2 separate regions of the Gossypium hirsutum genome follow, and region 2 is linked to region 1. The links are chromatin contacts, called in public Hi-C maps. All regions are on one chromosome and are shown on one strand. Each heading gives the region's core, a stretch centred on a gene start, on an enhancer-like site or on the middle of the called end of the contact. The rest is flanking DNA. Distances are from core to core; before and after follow the strand shown. Region 1 has its middle 14 kb from the start of LOC107961504. Region 2 has its middle 10 kb from the start of LOC107957349.

Region 1 (3,789 bases), core at 557-3,056:
TACACTTTGCTTTTCTCAGCAAAGGTATAGGGACCTCTTTGTACCTTTGTCATTTCCTTAAGATTTTATTAGCTTTTTCATATTTTGTTCATTTGATTTTGCATTTTAACAATTGGGTCTTCAATATTCCTGGAATCAAAGCATCAAACCTTTATCGATTCAAGGATTTCGTTAATTATTTTGAGCATTTGCAAACTCAAACTAATTTATATTATTTTCTTGTTTGATTTAGCATGAAATTGATTGGGTTCCTTGAATTGATAATGGGTCTTAAATAATTCAATTTATGATGGATTATTTGAAGTGTTAATTGGTTAATTTCATGTTTAGGGACTAGATTGTAAAATTTGAACTAAATTGAAAACCTAGAATTGACGACTCTAAGGGACTATCTAGATAGGTGAGATCGAAAGGAGATTCTATTGTGGATCAATTCGATTAAATCAATTTAATCTAGTGAGGCTGAGAGGTAAATTGGATTAAATTGCTTAATTGGGTAAAATGGTGTCCGAGAGGTAAATTAGACTATTTAGGAAAATTAGGCGTTCTAGCTCCCTAAACTAGGAATTCACCATTAACATCGATATTAATTAAACATATTGATTGTCTATTTTTTTAACTTGAGAAATTGGTTTATTTATAATTTAGTCCTTATAATTTAGTCATTAGCTTAATTTCTCTCTTTATGAGTTGTCGTACTATGCTATTTATAGAATAGCTAACTAGACTCTCATGTTTGCATGCTTGGTCGTTGATCAATTTTGTTAGCCTATCTCCTTTAGGTTCGAGCCTTAGGATACTCAATGTTACATTGTAAACATTTATAAATATTACAACTGACCTGTGACACTTGTAGTAAACATCGCACTTCATTTCACTTTATTTTGTTTGTTTGCAAATTTCTCTGCTCGTTTTATGCACACCGAGGCACGATCAAGTTGTTAGTGTCGTTACCAGAGAGATTTTGTGTATGATGATTGCTTGTTGATGATTTTTTATCATGCTTACGTTAGGAAAGCTAATTAGTTAAATTTAGACTTATAGATACAATTCTTATTTTCATTCTTAATTGTTGAAGTTTGTTTGAATTCTTGTCTGTTGTCCATTGGTTTGGTTTTGGGTGTGATAGTTGTGGATATCTAAGATTGCATGTGTGTATAGTGTGTTTTCTTAATATTTAAGTTTACTAAATTAATTAAAAATAAAATTATATAATACTTAATAAAAATATTAATTAGAAGAGTTTTACTTCAATAAGGACAAACTAAAATATCAATTGATATTTTAGTTTAATAAAGAAATTCTATTTTATCAACGTAAATATAAAAATTAAATAATCAATTAAGGAATTTCACTCTAAAAAGGACATTTATGTTAAATTGTTAATAGTAATAAAAGTAATTAATTTTTATTTTAGGATGAATAGATAATTTTAAAAATTATTAAAAGCATAAATGTAATTCACTATTTACAATTTTAGAGTTGATACTGTTAAATATATTGGAGATAAATTTTTTACACTTAATAATCTTCAATGTTTATTAAAAGATGTTTAAATATAAAAATTTCAAATTAATATATGGCTTTCTACATAGCTACTTACTCAAAAATAAAAAATAAAAAAAAATGGTATATACATACTTAATTCAAATTACTCTCATGCAATAAGTTTTTCTTATTGTAAAGATTTAGTCCATTATTAATAGATTCTGGTGGCAAAAGTCTCATGGTAGGCATGGTATTCATTGGTGTATGTGGTCCAAATTATGTGATTGTAAGCTACGTGAGGGATTTGGCTTCAGTTATGTGATTCATGGTATATAGACTATAGTTTTGCAAAAGGAGTTTGGGAGAAACTAGGGAGTATCTTGGCCATCAATTCACATGGACAGTAACATAACTAACTATTTGGCTTTCTTATATAACCACTATAATGTTAAAAAACAAATTGCAGGCAAATCTGGTTGCATGAAGGTATTTCTGAGATAATACAAGAGGAGAGTTAGAATCTCTGGCTACCCAATCGAGCCTTCTATGAAATTAAATGTCCGAACAATCCAAAAAGGAAATTAAGTTAGTAATCAGTACCTATATGATTAATGGAAAGACCATTCTACAAAGTTTGCAAAGTGTCAATTTAAGCATATTCTTATATGAAGCAATGTTGCAGCACATCAACTGGAAAAGGAAGAATTTCGTGGGAAGGGAGCGTTTATTGGATTCAAGAGGTCCTGGAATAGTAGGCCCAAGTCCAAGTCAACAGGAAAATAAATTAAAATTTTAGTCATCAAAATAGAACGAATTATTCAAAAATTTTAAACGCATTGGGTAAACATTTTTTTAAATAAAAAAAAAAGTAAAATTGCGGTCCCTTATGTCCTACTAGAAAGGTTTTCTTTATTTATTTTATGTTTATAAATATTTTAATTTAAATGGACCCAAAGAGTCATTAGTAAAGTGATATAAAAAATTATGTTATTATCAAATCACTTAATCTCGAAATCATATGGTCCAATATTCTTCTTCTTTTTTAGGTTTTTTTAAAGATATAAGTTTAGGATTTGCATTTAAATTTAATTTTTTAATTATATTGATAATAAAATATACAAATAAATATTGTAAAACTTAAATGAAATGTTTGAAAAATGGGTGGGAACTTACGGACTATTAGCATAGACTAGCTCTAATTAAAAAACCCAGCGAGTCAATTTTAGTCTAACCAAATAGGCCGATGCTTCATCATGTTATCAAAACCAAAGCCCTTCTCATGCTAAATGACCCAATCAATGGTTTCGTAATTACTATTTATTTTTACCTTTCAACAGTTTAATCAGTGAGTAGTGACTGACGAAGCTTCAATTTTATTTTATATATATATATATATAAATAAGGTCTCAATTAGATACTAAAATAAAAAAAAATTCAATATGTTACTTATATTTGACCTTAATTTTTAAAAATTATTTTATTAATCAATTTGATCAAACACTAAATTTGATCATAGAATCACGGGGCCAAAATTATCTCAATTTTCCCCTTTTGCATGCACTGAAATCAATATCCAAACATGAGGAATTGTATTATCTTTTAATTTAACTAAATGATTAACATAGAAATTCAAGTTATTAAGTTGCTTATAATGTAGTTATACTATACCATGTTGGCCCTAGTTTTGATTACCATATCCATCATCATGTCTAAACATCTTTCTTGACCAATAACAAAAATCACATTAACTACTACAAAACTAGTGATTACCATCTCTTCAATTAAGATTACTTTTTCCATCCTCAAGAAAACTTCAACCTTTGCTCTTTTATATTGTATCAACAATGATTACTATTGTTAGTGTAGTTATGTGATATTGTATGAATACAACTATTGGACTAACTTCAAAGCTTCCCATGAGGACACCTATATATGGCTTCATGAAAAAAATTTACAAGGCTAGGCAAAGTGATCATAGTGGGAATTGGCAAAGGCAGGCAGCTACGGCTACCATTCATTATTTCCATTTCACAGCAATTGATAATATCAAACCCTAAAAAATCAGATACATGCATTGTATTGGGTAAGCATTAATTTCATTCATGTACTTGGCATGCCCTAATTACTGCTTGCTATTACTTTGTTAGGCTATAACATTTCAAGGCTCAAGTACCTTTTCAATTATATTTTTCACATTAAATGGCATAGATGCATTCATTGTGATTTGTGAAATAAATGAAGTTTACAAACCAACTTATATCCTTCTCACCTATTCTTTAATCATATTTAAGAAATAAACAA
Region 2 (3,389 bases), core at 496-2,995, 66 kb after region 1:
ACTAATAATTATAATTTATACATAATAAGATAAATTGATAATAAAATTATAATTATTTTTTAAAAAATAAATAAATTATTTTCATACAATATATAACGAGCTTGTACTGTGTATACGATGGGTGAATATATGCATATTTGAATTTCATAATTTCAAATTTTTTTGTTTGACGATTAAAATATTGAAACTAAATATTTTAAATTAATCCAAATTCATTATTTGGAAAATTTAAATTTAGATTTGAATTCAATAAATTCTAAATTTTAATAACGCTTTTTTAATTTAATTATTTAGGAAGATTTTGGACATTATTGTTTGAACCGGATTGGACTGACCAGTCAGACCAGTAATTAGTCAAGGTATCGATCTAGAGAAAGGCATTAGACAAGTTGACTCAGGAACTGGTACAAATCTGTTAATTGAGTGGTTGAACCAAAATTTTTTATTTTTTAATAATTTTATTTTTATGAAAATTTAAAGATTTATTTAATAAAACCAGATAAATTGATCAAACCGAACGAACCAGTTGGACTAACAAACCAGTTATCTAATCAGTTTGATCACGAGTTCGATTATGAAAACTTTAATTTTGAATGAAAAAATGTCTTTTCCACTTTGTTATGAACAATTTAGGATAAGATTGTTTGTTTCTGTATATTCTTTCAAAGATTTTTTTTTTAAAAATTATGAATTGGCCAACTAAATGTAACTTTCTATTTTTATATATATATATATATATATAATTTTTTGGGTTAAAATATTAAAAAGAACTCTCAACTTAAATTAAATGCTTGAAGCTTCATCACTGTTTTAAAATCGGATCGGCTGGTCAAACTGATTGGATCAGAGACTGATCGGGGTACCAGCCTGGAATAAGAGGTTAGATTGGTTGACTCGTAAATCGATTGAACTTGTCAAGCTAGTTGAATCAATGATCGAACCAATGATTGAACCAATTTTATTTATTTTTAATAATTTATTCAATTGAACAAATTGGATCAGTTGAATCGAGAATCGGTGATCTGAAAATTAATTAATTATTGTTTGAATTTTGAAGGAAGTAAGAGTAAATAAAAAATTTCTCATGGTTTCTTAATCAATTTTGGATTTTGAAAATTCCAAGTTATAAAATAGATTTTAAAAATCCAAAATTTAATTCTTATAAAGTTAGACTTGAATTTGCCCAAATTTAAATCCAATATTTTATTCATTATCCAAATAAAAATTTTGAATTTTCAAATACATACAATAATGTAATTTGATTTAGTTTTAGGTGCAGAATTAAGCTATAATTGATTTAATTATAGTAAATGTAGATTTTGTTACTTTTATTGGTTATAGTTAAATCAATTATTAAAATTCATAATTCTAACCTATCAATGTAATTGGATTAATATTTATTTTTGTTTGTTTTTAATATATAATTAAAGGGAGAAATTCATTTTCATTAAAGTGGTTTCAACCGCCAATGAAGTAAAAAACTCTACAAACATGTTTAGGATGGTACCAAGTGTCCTTTTTATTTTTTTTAATTTTTATTTTACTACACCAAAATAAAAATTGACATCATCCTAAACTCATTTGTGGAGCTTTTACTTCACTGGTGATGTACAAGGTAACAATCCATTTTGTAAGACAACGACAACAACAATAATAATCTTTAGGGGGACCAATCAGCTTTATTGGTCGATTCAGTTGGGTTTTTTTGGGAACCGACTTGAAACCCATACATGGCATAGGCACATGGTGGGGCTTTGAAACCTATATATATAATCATATATAATGGGTTATGGGTTTTGAACCTGAGTACTCAAGACTTAGGGCCTCCGTCTTTGTTGACAAGTCTAGGCTTCATTGGCATTTTTTTATAAAGTAAGAATTTGTTTTAATAAAAATATTATATAAAAATTAAAATAACATTATTACCTTTTGGAGGCACTTAGTTCGAGAAATCTCACTTTAGAGGGTAATAAAAGATTCCAAAATGACATTCTCCTTTTGGATTTTGAAGATTACATATTAAGGTTTTCTTGGATTACCAATTACTTCCAACGAAATGGAATCTTAAGGGACAATCCTTCTTTATTGAATTTATTTGGTGTTTGGAACACTGATGGTGAATCACATTTGGATGGTTTAAACACATTGCACCCCCACAATATAACTTAGGGCCAGTTTAGCATTACTTTTGAAAAATGTTGTAAAAAAATACTTTTGAAAGTGTTATTGAGATTTTAGCGTTTAGCATTGCTTTTGAAAAGTGCTTTCAAGAAGATAAAAGGTCTATTTTAAACATGATGTTATAAAGTATAAAAACATGCATTTAAATGATATTAGAATTCATTAATAATTATGGTATATAAAATATATCATCTTAAATTATAATAAAATATAGAAAACAATTTATTATAACTCTTTATTAATATTTTGATACATAAAATATAAATTTTAAAACATTTAAACAATTAGTATGAAAAGCTTGTAAAATATGTTACGTATTAGACATTATAATTACAAACAAAGATAAACATTACAAATTAAAATATGTTACATATTTTAATTAAATTTTAAAAAGGAAAATAATCGCACACTCAATAGAAATATTACAAATAATACATTAGTGTTTGCAATTTAAATTGAATTCATTAAATTACAAGTTAAGACATTCATTGTTAATTCCATTTTATAATCACCTAAATTGTTTGATTCACTACCACCACTATCACCATCACTTTCTCTATCATGCACGTATTTTGGGTTAATAATATTCTTATATGCTCTATCATTATTTTCATATATCATAAAATCTGCATCATTTAAACCTAATTGTTTTCGAATAAAATTGTGTATCGCCATTATAGCAACAAGAATCATCGTTTATTTTTTTACAACTATAACTTGACATATACTTTAAAATGACCCATTTTTTAGCACACCAAATGTTCATTCAATAACACTATGTAATGATTGAATATTTCTTCTTACTAGATATAAGTCTACCCTTACGAAAATTAAGTAAATGATATCATTCTCCTTTATATAATCCGAGAAAACCTTTCATTTTAGGATATCCAAAACCAACAAGATAACATTTCCCTTCATGTCATAACATAATAAACAAACAATTAAAGAGCTTATACTTTATTATTTAAAAGAAAAAATAGATCAAATAATTTACCATTTGGTGGGTGTGGAAAGTTTAATCTTGGATTTCGAATTATATCAAGAAATATTCTAGTGTCATATGTTGGTCCTTCCCATCCAGCTACGACAAATGTGAAGAACATATTAAAATCACATACTGCCATAACATTCTGAGTTAAGACATTTTTTGTTCCTATGTAGGGAATTTGTTCGTTTGGTGGAAGAATAACTCCAACATATGTACT

The links. A called contact is a pair of places that touch in the nucleus more often than the background predicts.
Region 2: a contact with region 1 is called in a Hi-C map of leaf, with 1.8 times the contacts expected there. The contact joins two enhancer-like sites. A contact is called at or near these places in 3 of 34 Hi-C or Micro-C datasets (hypocotyl, leaf and seedling).

The regions. Positions count from the first base shown.
Region 1 is chrA05:44,446,840-44,450,628 of Gossypium_hirsutum_v2.1, forward strand. No RefSeq gene overlaps it. Among protein-coding and RNA genes, the nearest start is that of LOC107961504, 14 kb to the left of the region's middle. Within about 2 kb of position 1,807, at least 2 of the 9 cell types and tissues checked have an H3K27ac peak or open chromatin away from gene starts, as enhancers often do. A contact at or near this core is called in leaf, where this site is marked.
Region 2 is chrA05:44,513,101-44,516,489 of Gossypium_hirsutum_v2.1, forward strand. No RefSeq gene overlaps it. Among protein-coding and RNA genes, the nearest start is that of LOC107957349, 10 kb to the left of the region's middle. Within about 2 kb of position 1,746, at least 1 of the 9 cell types and tissues checked has an H3K27ac peak or open chromatin away from gene starts, as enhancers often do. A contact at or near this core is called in leaf, where this site is marked.